Regions from separate parts of the Zea mays genome. Here all the other regions are linked to region 1. Evidence: chromatin contacts called from public Hi-C data. All regions are on one chromosome and are shown on one strand. The core of a region is the stretch at or near the end of the contact, and the rest is flanking DNA. Distances in the headings are between cores, read along the strand shown.

The links. Hi-C and Micro-C count contacts between places; a contact is called where the count stands out from the background.
Region 2: a Hi-C map of bundle sheath shows a contact between it and region 1, with 2.2 times the contacts expected there. The contact joins the promoter of LOC100273201 here to the promoter of LOC103626330 in region 1. A contact is called at or near these places in 2 of 25 Hi-C or Micro-C datasets (bundle sheath and tassel).
Region 3: a contact with region 1 is called in a Hi-C map of ear, with 1.6 times the contacts expected there. The contact joins the promoter of LOC100285110 here to the promoter of LOC103626330 in region 1. A contact is called at or near these places in 2 of 25 Hi-C or Micro-C datasets (ear and leaf).

Annotation. Positions count from the first base shown.
Region 1 is chr5:50,573,505-50,577,749 of Zm-B73-REFERENCE-NAM-5.0, reverse strand. LOC103626330 (synaptotagmin-3) reads right to left here and starts at 1,942. Exons shown (of 12, transcript XM_008646726.3): 1 at 1,552-1,942. The coding sequence starts at 1,659.
Region 2 is chr5:50,136,065-50,140,309 of Zm-B73-REFERENCE-NAM-5.0, reverse strand. It overlaps LOC100273201 (50S ribosomal protein L24, chloroplastic-like), which reads left to right and starts at 1,862. Exons shown (of 4, transcript NM_001147644.1): 1 at 1,862-2,047; 2 at 3,484-3,522; 3 at 3,611-3,838; 4 at 3,974-4,245. The coding sequence starts at 1,919. The coding sequence ends at 4,156. It overlaps LOC100279909 (Putative beta-glucosidase 41), which reads right to left and starts at 1,543. Exons shown (of 15, transcript NM_001152861.1): 1 at 1,425-1,543; 2 at 259-385; 3 at 54-135.
Region 3 is chr5:50,198,958-50,203,202 of Zm-B73-REFERENCE-NAM-5.0, reverse strand. It overlaps LOC100285110 (EF-hand Ca2+-binding protein CCD1), which reads right to left and starts at 1,832. Exons shown (of 1, transcript NM_001158005.2): 1 at 1,051-1,832. The coding sequence starts at 1,666. The coding sequence ends at 1,268.

The sequences.
Region 1 (4,245 bases), core at 693-3,192:
CCCGCTAAAACCTAATCCGTGGTGGCCTGGGGAATTTTTATAGCCGTCCGAAACTGATGCGGCTGAACCAGATGACACTGTTGAGTTAGGGCTTCCTCTAGTTATTAGAAGACGAGAGATCCTTATATATATATATATATATATTGCGCTGTGTCTTAAAATATTTTTATGACTTTTGGCTGCACGACGATATCTCGTCTCTGCAAAAAAACGACAGCCGTGACGACTTTTCTTTTACTTGGCGTTGTGTGGATGTGATTCTTTCTTTTTTCTCTTACCAACTAAGCTATCCAAACGTCACTGTAGACTCAAGTCCCCAAGTTGGATTTTGTTCCCATATCGTATTCAAGCACTGCACGTACTACACACGTCATTTTCGTTCATTCCTATGGGCTAACCAGCTGTAACTAGCTAGCTAGGCTAGTTTGCAGACACAAAACCGAAGAAATTGGGTGACTAAAATCTCTCTTATTTAAGAATAAAAAGAAGATTTTATCTCTTCAATCATCTTCGGTTTAATGTCTTCTAAACTAGTACTTAATAAAATGCGAACCACATGCTGCTCTGGGAAATGATTCCAACGGGCACAGATAATAGCACAGCTAGCTACGAAGAAAAGCATCGTCGTTCAAATATGCCCTAGCACGACGCTAATTAAAATAACTATCGTTAATTATAAGCGTGCATCCCTTCATAAATAATGTGCGCTAATATCCCATCAAAATCGCCACTGGGGGTGTGGGTTGAACGGATCGATATCCGAGCGAACATAATCGTTCGTTGGAAAAAGCAAAGCAAAAAAAAAAAAAAAACGAATCGGATACGCAAGCCGGCACCAGTCGGCAGGCCGTTCAAACCGAAGGCTTCAAAAGGCTGGAAAAAGGTGCTCTCAGCTGGCTGCTCGCTAACTATTTCTGAAAGAAAGAAAGGAACCTACCTACCAGCCGAGACGAGAGAACCCCAAAGACTCTATACGTACTCGTCGACCGGCCAAAAACTGGAAGTCGCTCCAGCTGAGGTCATCGATCTCATCTGGACTTTGGAGGACCGCACACAGAGTAGTCTTTCGCGCCAACCGTACGTGCGTGCTCGGTCGCTGTCACTGTTTTTTCTTTCATCCGCCAAGACGCGAAGCTACTCCTCTCTCGATCCCAACCCAACAGAAGGAATAGGTATCACAGTCAAATCTTGGCCCCAACCGTACGCGGGGCTGCGTAGTCCTCGTCGTCGTCTAGCTAGTCGATGGCCGGCTTTGCTTGCCGCGGGCGCACTGTGCGGTGCTCCGACGATTCGTCGTGCTCGTCACCAGGGCGTCCTGATTTGGTGCAGTGCATGTGCAGACGACCGGCCGGGGTGGTCCTGGGCTCCCTGCTCTCCGCCGATACGTGCACGCACGACGCACGGAACGGACGTGTGTGCGCGTCAGTCGGTCGATTTCGATTCTCACGGCACCATCGATTATTGGAACTAGCGCAGCAACGTAGCGGGGAATTCAACTCCCAGCTAGCAGTTCAGAAACAAGTGCTGCGCGCGGCGCGCGCGCGTACGTACCTGGAGGCGGCGAGCGGCGGCGAAGTAGCGGAGGTAGACGAAGTACGCGGCGGCGAGGCCGATGGGGAGGCCGAGGCAGAAGCCGACGACACCGCCGACGAGGCCCATCGTCTATATACCGCCGCCCTCCTCTGCCGCGATCGCACGCGAATGGCTACCCGGCCGGCCTCTCCTTCTCCTCCTCCTCGGATGCGTCGAGGCGGCGGCGGCGGCGGCGGCGGGGGCAACGACTGGAGTATATGCTATAGCATAGCAGTAGTAGAAGCGACGAATGAAGCAGCGGGTCGGAGGCGGCAACGGCAAGCGCGAGGCGGGGTGGCGTGGGGACGGGCGGAGTTTTTGTTGCTTTGGATGGACGCTCCGTGCGTGCCGTGGAGGAGGGCGGCACTTCACACTTGGCAGGCGCCAGGCGGGCTTTATGAGGGTCGCGGTCGCCATTCGCCAAGCCGGCCGGCGTGACGACGTGCCGCGCCGGTGGGACCCGCAGGTCCTTCGTTAGTTCGTGGAGGACCTTGCATTGCTCTCTAAAGTACACGTGCGTCTCATCAATCTCAGAGCACTGCATCCTCTTTGCCCTTTCCGATCTACGTACTCCCCAAATTAACCGACGGAAAACTAGATCAAGCCGGAAAGAAGACTACGGTTAATAATGACAAAACTGTTGCTGATACGGCAAACAACGGCCCTACTCCTATGCAGTTAGCATGCATTAGTGCCTTTTGGACCATGCCCGGAGGGACTACGGCAAGTTCTTCTAACACCATCTGTCCATCTCCAACCATTATCCTATATTCGACGTCTTACTATTATATTTTACTATATTTACCTAAAAGATATTCTTTCTCTGTATACGAGATGTCTCTGACCATTCCTTATCCACATCCTCTATACACTATAACTCAGTTATTTAATATTTTTTCACAAGTTTTTTTTTAAAAAAACCATAGACTGTTCGTACTATCATAATACACATTATTATCAGGTTGTACAAGTGTTTTTATGACTTTGATCATATTCCTTTAAGCATAATTAGCTTTACTTGCTTATTTTGGTGCTCAAGTTGTACAAGTTATCCCTAGACCTCACAAGTTCTTGTGCAAATGATGCATACGTTTAGGAGGAGGACGTGCTACAACTTGACCCTTTGAGGCTAATGTTTTTACTTGAGTGCTTATAATACAGTCTCACATATGGATTGAAAGGGAAAAAGGTGGATGTGAACAAAGAAAAGGCTTCCATTGCATTCCGGTATCAATGACCTTTGTTCCAAGTCACTATTGTGTTCTCTCTTTGTCTTTGGCTCTTCGTTACAATTTTTGTGAGACAATGGGGTTAAAAGGCCACTAGTTCTTCTGTTTTGGTGCTTAATGCCAAAGGGGGAGAAATTAAGGCCAAAACAAATCGACCAGCTACCACTTATGAATTTTTCAAAATTTTAGTGTAAGTATACTTGGTTTTTGATTAGAACCCTCTTATTGCAAAAACTACTCTCTTGTGGGGGAGAAATTTGATTATGGGAAAAGGGGGAGTTTCTGGGTTTTGATCAAAACTAGTTTTGAAAGATATTTTGATTTGCCAAAACGAAGTGTTTGTGACATAGAGATAGGAAAATGAATTTGTTTTGTGAAAACAAATCAAGTGGTGGCAAAAAAGATCCAAATATGACAAATCCCATGACAATTTAATTGGTTTTGAGTTTGACATCAATTTGCACCTTTTTACTCTCATTTGAGTATGTTAGTATATTTTAAGCTGCTTTTGATGTGTTGGCATAAATCACCAAAAAAGGGGAGATTGAAAGAAAAATGTTCCCTTGGACCATTTTTAAGTGTTTTGGTGATTAAGTACCTAACACATCACTTTGATCTAACATACAATTATGAGTATGCGCTTGGAGTCAAAGAAGAAGCAAATTGAGAGTTGTAAGATAAATTGCAAACTTTACACTCCTGGAGAAACGAAGGTATGATTCTAGCACTTAGTAAATTGCTTTTGGTACTAACTATGTTCTACTAAGTGCTAGGGAACTTCTCAAAACGAGAGAAATTCTATTGAAGAAATTTGGCTAGCCTGTGGTGCATCGGACTGTTCGGTGCCAGGCTAGCGCACCCAGTGAACATGCTGCTCTCGGGAAAAAGCCAGGGCACCGCGCCTATAATTCACCGGACTGTTCGGTGTGCCAGCCGTGCGCTCAGCCAACGGTCGACCGCGCGATCAGCAGGCGCCACATGTGCCCAGCCAGCGGTCACCAGGCTGCACCGGACTGTCCGGTGTGCCGTGGGACCAGAGACTGGCAACGGTCGGCTTCGCCAAACAAGGAAAGGAATCGCGCACTGTTCGTTGTCCGGTGGTGCACCGGATTGTCTGGTGCGCCAATGGACAAAAGGCAATAAGAGCCTGCCTAATGGAGCTCAAATGGCTCCTAGGTCCCTTGGGGCTATAAAAGGGACCCCTAGGCGCTTGGAGCACAACACCAAGCACTCTTTGAACATCCTAGACACCGAGACACTATGACCACACTAGAGCTTTGATAGTTTAGATTCGAGCAAGTGTTTGAGCTGTAATTCCGTTGTGTTGTCTCTTGTGCTCCTCTATCTCAACTTGTGTTCATGTGTTGCTTTGATTTTTGTCTCGTGTGTGTGTGTGTTTTTTTAATCCTCCTTACTCTTGTGATTTATTTGATATCAATTGTGT
Region 2 (4,245 bases), core at 613-3,112, 440 kb after region 1:
CAGAATCAAACATCAAACTAAGAGCACATCGGATGAAATGAAAGAGGCCATACCTGGTAAGCTGAAGAAGCAGTGCCAAAGACGAAACCTTGAGGGAAGTCTGCTCTCCTTAGAGCTTCAGCACAAGCAGCGAAGCTGATAAGGATATTAACCAGTGTCAGAACAGCCATGGCGTATCCTTCAGTTGGTAGCACTAACTCATAGTGTTTTTAGTCTAAGAATAAGTACTAGATAGGATCATATGACATATATATAAACCTTGTTCAGTTGGTGAAGCGTGGGAAGCAACTGAACGCTGAGCTAGTGAGCTTCACTTGTCTTGGAAGCCCTTCCAACGTGCGTCTCTACTAAGTAACTCTTGTGGAGGCCACAAGGTGCAAAATCTCTATCACAGTGGGCAAATTAATCAACAACCGAAGGAAACTACTTGACATGTCTAGCTCCGAAACCTGTGAAAAAAAATGGTCCACATCTGGAGTGTCGCAAGCAAGTAGAGCTTTGCCCAGACAGATTGAGTTTTGCCCAGCACTCCAGCATCCATGCCTTAAAAGGTTATAGTTAGAAAGGGGGAGGATTGCTAAGCCCTTGCCAGTTAGCCACATAGAGAGAAGGCCTTATTATTAGATCATGCCATTTCTTTTCTTACAAAATTAACAAAGTGCAAAGCATTACTATGGCCACGAGGAACAGATAGCTACGAAATGAAACTGTCGCAATTATCATGGAAAAAAGCCACACATTTCCTTATCCATTTTGTTTGGTAGCGCCACATAGAAACAAAACTTCATGTCACGATTTGCATAGTTATCTCAACACATGTGGCGAATAGAAAAGGAGAAAGAGAAAAATAAACACAAGATTCTTAACCATAATAAGATATAATTTGTGTCGGGCATTTGCATAGTCACATGCTTATCCCATGGGGAACGTTAAAGGTTTGCTTGCACGGCAGGACCATTCCTGATTCCCTAGATGGTAGTTAGATGACGGCGATAGGAGCCGAGGCCCAACTGCCCAGTGATGTATTGGCCGTGTTGTTTATGTGATCTGTCATGGATGTCCTACTATGATTCAAGGATTTAGGACATGCGCAGAACTGCCAGCAATGAAAAGTCGAAGAAAGAGATATTGACTTCGAGGGGGAGAAATGTAGTCCACTATGAGAAAAGAGATACCCAATGTCTCTGGAGAAAAAGATCTGAGGTAAACACGTCTAACTTGCAACCATGATTTGCAATAGAGAAATCCGATTGACATCCCACCCTTTCTCGGTGCAGGATGGGACCTGCAGCAGCAAAAGCGCAAAGCTTCGATGTCACCGCCATCCACCTACCCTCCATCGCCCAAACTGTCTCTGTCTCTGTAACGCGAATTTTATTTTACACAACAGCAAAGTGAAAAACTGGAGTAGGGGGTTCGCTTGCCTCAGCAACCGTCGCGTAGCTTGCGCGCCTCGGCGCTGGAACGGGGAATCTGGAGGCGGGCACGCATCTCCCAAGCAATCTCGCGTGGCCTCGCGTAGCGTGCGAGGAGACACGCAGAGAGGGAGGGAGAGAGAAAGAGAGCCTTGACCCCGCCGTCCTCGTCCTGTCGTCCTGATAGCTGATGCAGTGATGCTGATCAGCTGATGCGTGCGGAGCTCGCTCGTGGAGCCGAGGCCCTAGCCTGTAGCCTCTCACGGCGGTAGAACGAGCACCCATGGGCCTCACTGGATCACCTAAGCGTCTTCCAGGCCCATCTGTGCCTCACCTGAGGCCTGTCTCATTTAGTGACGAGGCCCAACCCACCAGCGTCAGAATACAAGAGCGCGTTATCCTCTCTCTTCCGGTTCCGGGCAACTCGAAGAAGCCGCGTGCGTTATCCTTTGAGCAGTTTGGGCGCTGAGCAAGTCCAGTGAGAGAGGGAGAGCGGCGAGAGGATGGCTGGGATGGCATCGCTGCAGGGCGCCATGGCGTCGCTCTCCATCTCCGCGCTAGGCGCGGCGACGGCGAGCAGCAGCAGCTTCTGGGGCAACCGGCTCGCCACCTACTCCGCGCCGCAGCCTGGGGTCTGTTCCTGCTTCCCAATTCCGTTCCGTTCTGCTGATGGTTTGGTAGATAATAAGTAGCTGTTCTGGTGAAAGATTTTACTCTGGAGTTTCTGGATAGCGTTGCAAAGCGCGGTCGGATGGAATTGTTCTAGGGACATTCGAGCTTGCATTACGGTTTTGGAGCTAGTCTGTATGGATTGGATGCAATGAAATGGAAAATTACCTTTGCATTGTTATTAATTGTGCATTTTCAAGGATGACAAACCAGGCTTCTAATATGACTATGTTTAGGGGTGTTTGACATCACTCTAGAGCAAAACTTTAAGGAAGACCTGGACAAAGTCAACTAAACACCCTAATTCTAGAGTTGCAAACTCTATAGAGTTTTGAGAGTTGTAGTATAATTTTTTGGAGTACATTTTTTGCTACTTTGAAAAATCCTTCAAAAACAATCAAGACACATCCAATGCACTGGTTATGAGAAAGCAATCTACACTTCGGAGCAGATATACTTCACCCAAAGTTTTGGAGTAGAACTATGCCAAACTCGCCCTTATTAGATTTCATATTACATTAAGTTTCTATTTGCTCCACGACACACACTAAATTTAGACCGTGTCCATATTGAATTTCGTCTACCTTCTTTTTTTATTTTTATCTTGCATGGAAGCTTAAATGGTAAGATTTGAGTGCGCCAAATAGATTAACTGATTGGGATTAATTTAAGTAAGAGAATTTCCTTTGTCATTGGTAATCCGGTATTGTCCTTTTTGCATATACAACTATGCACATGTTTGCCTTTTAGTGCTAATAGAGAGTATGCTGTGTTTCATGTGGTAAAATTTGTTCGAGTACTCTTTATTTAGTTTGTTAACTGAGGAAATTATGTTGCTTTTGAAGCGGTCAAAATGTCAACTGAAGAAATTATGTTGCCCTCAATGTGCCACTGATTTTGTTTATATATATTTATGCCTGAATTACCCCACATCACACAATACATATGACTAACTGGAAACAAAATTTGGCGCCAAATAGTGTATTATGAGCATAATGATGTTTGTATTTGAACCCTGCTTTCTTTTCTGTGTCATCTTTATTATGCCTTACCTGTATGTACTTGTGCCTGGAAAATTCCCAACTGATAAGAATCGGATGAGGATAAACCTTTCTGTTAAGAAGCAAAAGCAAGTAAAGAATAGATAGTGAGGTCAAGTAATCACTGTTGAAGGAAGTGATAGAACCACTGTATTTTAAGGGATATCGTATTACTCAAACATAAAGAGGAGCCCTGGATCCTGTAGTGTCTTGATCAGATCAACATGAATCGTAACCACTGTGTTTGAGTCATGCCATATCTCAGAAGCATCTGATTAGTGTCTCTTTGATTTGAAATGGAATCTTATGTCTTTAGGATGTGAAGTTCTGACAAGCTGTTTAATATGTTCAATATGCAGGTAAGGTTTATGGTCAAGATATGCCCAATTGAAATGAGAGTGAGTAAAAAAAATCTTTAGTCCAAATATTTGATACCTTTTTTATCCAATAATGTGAAATGTCCTAAAACTTCACTTTCCACTGCAGCTTAAGAGATGGGAGCGAAAGAAGTGTAAACCAAACAGTCTTCCTGTGCTGCACAAGATGCATGTTAGGATCGGGGACACGGTACAGGTTATTGCAGGCCGTGAGAAAGGAAAGGTTGGAGAAGTCACACGCCTTTTCAAGCACAACAGCACGGTGATCGTGAAGGACCTGAACTTGAAGTCGAAGCACAAGAAAGGCACAGACGATGAACCCGGTGAAATCGTCATGGTCAGCAAAATTTCTATTGAACTTGTTTTTTGGGCCTCTCATGATGCTTTGCACATATTGGTTTCAAGAGCATATCTGTAGTTTTAGTAGGTGCCTAATCGTTCTCTTGATCAGACTTAAATTTTCTTTGATCAGATTGAAGGCCCCATTCATAGCTCAAATGTGATGCTCTACTCTAAGGAGAAGAGTGTGGTAAGCAGGGTTGGCCACAAATTCCTGGAGGACGGGACCAAGGTCCGATACCTGGTCAAGACCGGTGAAGTAATCGACAGTGTTGAGAAGTGGGTAAAGGTTTTTAAGGAAGGAAATTCGGAGTAACAGTTTTAGCATGAAAACCTGCAAAATGCTCTGAACGCTGACTGCGTCTTGCATGTTGAATTGAGCCTGTTTATCCCTCTATGTTGTTA
Region 3 (4,245 bases), core at 583-3,082, 370 kb after region 1:
ATGCATCTCTGTCTGTCAGATTCAGATCAGTCTGTCCCGACGGCTTCCTTTGCCTGCCCCCAATTGATGACGCCGGGCGTACTGTACTGTAGGTTGGACCTAACGACACGGCATCAGCGCAGTCAGCACGGGGAACTGGGTGCGAAGCTCAGAGCAGGCCGGAGCCAACAGTTGGTGGGTGGATAGGCGATCGGGGCACGGCAGTGTCACCGTGGACCTGAGGACGCCGCCGACGGCGTTGCATTGCAATGGTCCAGACTCCAGACGGGGGAGGCGGTGCGTGTTTTTATTAGATCGGGCGACGAATCGCAGCAGTGACGTCGAGAGCAGCCGGATGGCTGCCTGCCTGACGCTGACCTGGAACCGAAGGGGCGGTCAGGCGGGGCGGAGGACAGGGGGAAAAGAGAGAGAAACGCCTCGAGGGCGCGTCGCTTTCGGGCTGCTTTCCTTGCGCCTCGCTTTTGAAGCTTCCGGCCACCTTTCCGGAAGCTCCCGTTCCAGCTTACTACGACGTGCTGGACTGTACTTACACGTGACTCATCTCGTCAGTGCGAACAAAAGGGCGACGAAACGAAACAGGGGCCGGCTTCCGTTCCTTTTCGTAGCGACGACGCTGGTGCGGTGCGGACCGAGTGAACACACTGAGAAAAGCGAGAAGCACTCACCGAGTCACTCACACGTCCGTCTCCCCTGCTTGGTTTCGCCCGCGAGAAGCACTCTTGCGGCTGCGCGGTGACGCGGTCCCGCTCGCTGCCGCTGCCACTGTCTGCTAACGCACGCTTGAGGCTTTGACCAGACAAGTGCTTCTGTGTCGCCTCCATTTCCTCTTGGTTGGTTGTGCGCATCAGGGTCAGTCAGGGACTCAGTCAGGGCACAAGGTCAACCGAAACTTCCGCCACTGTTCAAGAACGACTTGGGGGGTGGTCCTGGCAATTTCCTCTGTAGCCCTGTAGTACCCAATGCTAATCTCGATTGTGTAAAAAGCAGCGAAGCAGTAGACACACGCAATGTGATCCGTGTGGATGTGATGGTCAGAAAGGAGAAAGCATGTTAATGAATCCAGACTCCATTGGAACATGGGAATTGGGAAGGAAAGAACAGCAGACGAGTACACATGGATGGAATCCATCGACCGATCAGCACAAGTCCTGATCCATCCAGCTATATGAACAGCGGCAAGAGGAGGAGGAAGAAGAAGAAGAAGAAACATCTCAACGATCATCTAGTAGCCTTAATTATTAGTTATCAATCATCGTCGTCGTCATCATCAGCTGGTGAAGAGGAAGCGGGCCGCCTGGTCGACGGCGTCGTCGAGCCACCGCCTGGGCTCGTCCATGAGCTCGGGGCTGAGGCGCACCATGAGGACGCAGAACTCCGTCTCGCTGAGCGCGCCGTCGCCGTCGAAGTCGCCCTCGGCGAGCATCCCGCGGAGGTCGGCGTCCGACATGCCGCCCAGGCCCAGCAGCGGCGCGTTGCGGCGGAGGCTGTCGAAGGTGATGAGCCCGCGCGCCGGGTCCATCAGCAGCCGGAACCCGCTCGCCAGCTCCCGCATCAGCCCGTCCTCGCCCAGCCGCTCCGCCATCACCGGCAGGTAGTCCTCGAAGCCCACGGCGGAGGACGCCGCCGCCGCCGCTCCCGCCTGCTGTTGCCTCTGCTGCGACGCCATGTGTGTGTGCGCGCGTGTGTGGAAGGTTGACCGGGTGTGCTGCTGCTGCTGATGGTGGTTCTGAGCTCCGGTGGCGGCTGCTTGTTCTTTCTCGGTGTGTTGTGCTGTGCTCTGCTGTCCAGGAGGAGAGGAGGAGGACGAGCGGGAGAAGCGATGGGTGGATCGAGTTTGGGGGCGGGTGGGAAGGGAAGAATAAATAGGCGGGAGACGGGGACGGCTGGCTCAGTGGCTCCTGCTGCCGGACTGGGGCTTCAGGGAAGGTGCCTCTGCCCAGACCTGCTGCCGTGGCCACGCGGGACGCGATGGCTTCCGGGCGGGGGTCACGTGTGCGCGGGCCGGTGCCCGGCTGCCCACCCTGCGGATGGACCAACTGATACCCCGACGGCCCCGGTTGGTTCGCGCTGGCTGACGACGGGGGTTAGCTTGTCTCAGAAACGTTCCCTAAATTCTATCTCCTAAAGGAATATTCTATATCCTTTACAGAACTCTCTAAAAAATTTCGTCCTCTATATCTTTGTCAACTCCAGCAACATCCTCTAAATTCGGTACTCTATATCTACAGTGATAATAGAATTCATATATTCATTTTTAATACTCATTTTTTGATATTAATACAATTTGAACTTATGTGCGTAATGGAAAAATAAAGTTATTTATTTCTAGAAATTTTATAAAAATGAATTAGGAACTAATTATAATAATTACATTTTGCAACTGACATTACTAATCGTTTTTTATAACATCCTCTACGTACATATCTATATATGTATCGGACATAAACTGATAATACTAATCTAATAATCCCAATTAGCAAAAATGCTGCTACTATTAAGTTTACACGCAAAAAAAAAGAATAGAATTAATCGGCCAGCGGAGGTAGCGGTAGACGAATGACCACATTGAAGAGCGGGCCCCAGTGCTGAGCAGGCGGATAGTGCACGCAAGGACTCTTCTATGTTTAGAGTTCGTCGTACGTCCTCTATATTTTAGAGTTCCTTTTAGAGTTCCTTATTGGACGATGTAGAGAACGTTTCGTACTCTAAATTTAGAGTACAAAACCATTTATTGCTGGAATCAGTCTTAGAGGCAGGCGGCCACGCACCGACCGGGACAGGCTGGATGGACGTTGGGTTCGCCTGGCTGGCCCCGGGCTGGAGTCTCGACGGACGGACCGCGCCGCGCGCGCGCGCCTTCCTGCGCGCTTCGGCCTCCCCTCTGCGCGGGGCGCCGGGAGGGAGGCGTGTCCGTATCCGTGTCCGCGTTCGCGTTCGCGTGTGGCCGTCGCGGCTCGTTTCGACGTGTGGTGTGAGTGTGACGGATGCTGTCGTCGCCTCGCGAAAAAAGGGGTACTTTCGTTTGGACGACGATGGTTGTTACCGTACGCTATACACAGAGTGCGTGGAGAGATACTATATTATTGTAGCGTACGTACCTACCCGATTCGAATTCCTAGCATCCACCCTCAAAACACTATTTTACATTAGACTGTAGTGTAATTTAAATATATACATAGAAATATGTAACCGAACCGAAGATAACACCTATGTGGTGATATCTTCCTCTCTGTTTCAGAACGGACATGCCTCTATAGCACCATACCATCAAAGCATGTAACTAAGCTCGCTTGACTCATGATCAGTGTTGGAAGTTTTTCTTTTCCGAATGTTGTCAAAAACACGACTAACCATTTGTTTCTAGCGTACTATTGAATATTACAGGAGCTTTGTCATAAGAAAAGCTTCATGATGAGGATCTTTTTTCCCGCCGAAGGTCCTCGAAACGAAGACATTGACTGAAAACGATAACAATGAATGTCGAAACTACAGCTGAAGCACCTCGACTTTGGCTTAAGACGGCAACAGAGGTCAAACATGACGCTGAGTCAAAGAGTAAAAGACTAGCTAATCCCTGATGATTTATGTCACGTTTATGGCTACATGTTAATGTCATAAATGTATTTTTACTTGGCTTGTGTCCCGTGCCTATAAATAGGTGAGCAGTACTCCGTACTGTTCACGCTGGATTGTAATTGGTCTCGCGTCAACACCTTCAAACAAGACCGAAGGTATCAATATAATATGAAATTTTGTTAATATTCATATGTATATTATGAAATAAATATATGGGTACATGAATGAATAACACATATTGTCTCTATGAGCCCTTCATCTCTATGGATGATGAAAGCGTGTCTTTCATGACCTTCGTCTGAAGATCATTATATCCGAAAAAAATAATGCTTTAAAGGACGAAGGTCCTTAACCTTTAACAATTGTGTTGTCTTTTTCTTAATTCACAACATTTGAGATCAAGTGACCAACAATCAGCTCGGCTCGGTTTGCTTCAATTTTGAAACGAGCTGAGCTAGCATCTCAGTTTGATACGAGCTCAACCAACTTGTTAGCTCGAATAAGTTAGCATTTATTAGCAAAATAAAGTGTACTCTAGTATCAGATAAACTATGTTAATTTGAGTTTTAATTGATGTGATATATAAAATTATGAGTACTATTACTCTTTTCTAGTGCTAAATAAGTATGAATTTTGCGCTTCAAATCTCATACTGCATACGAAGATAGT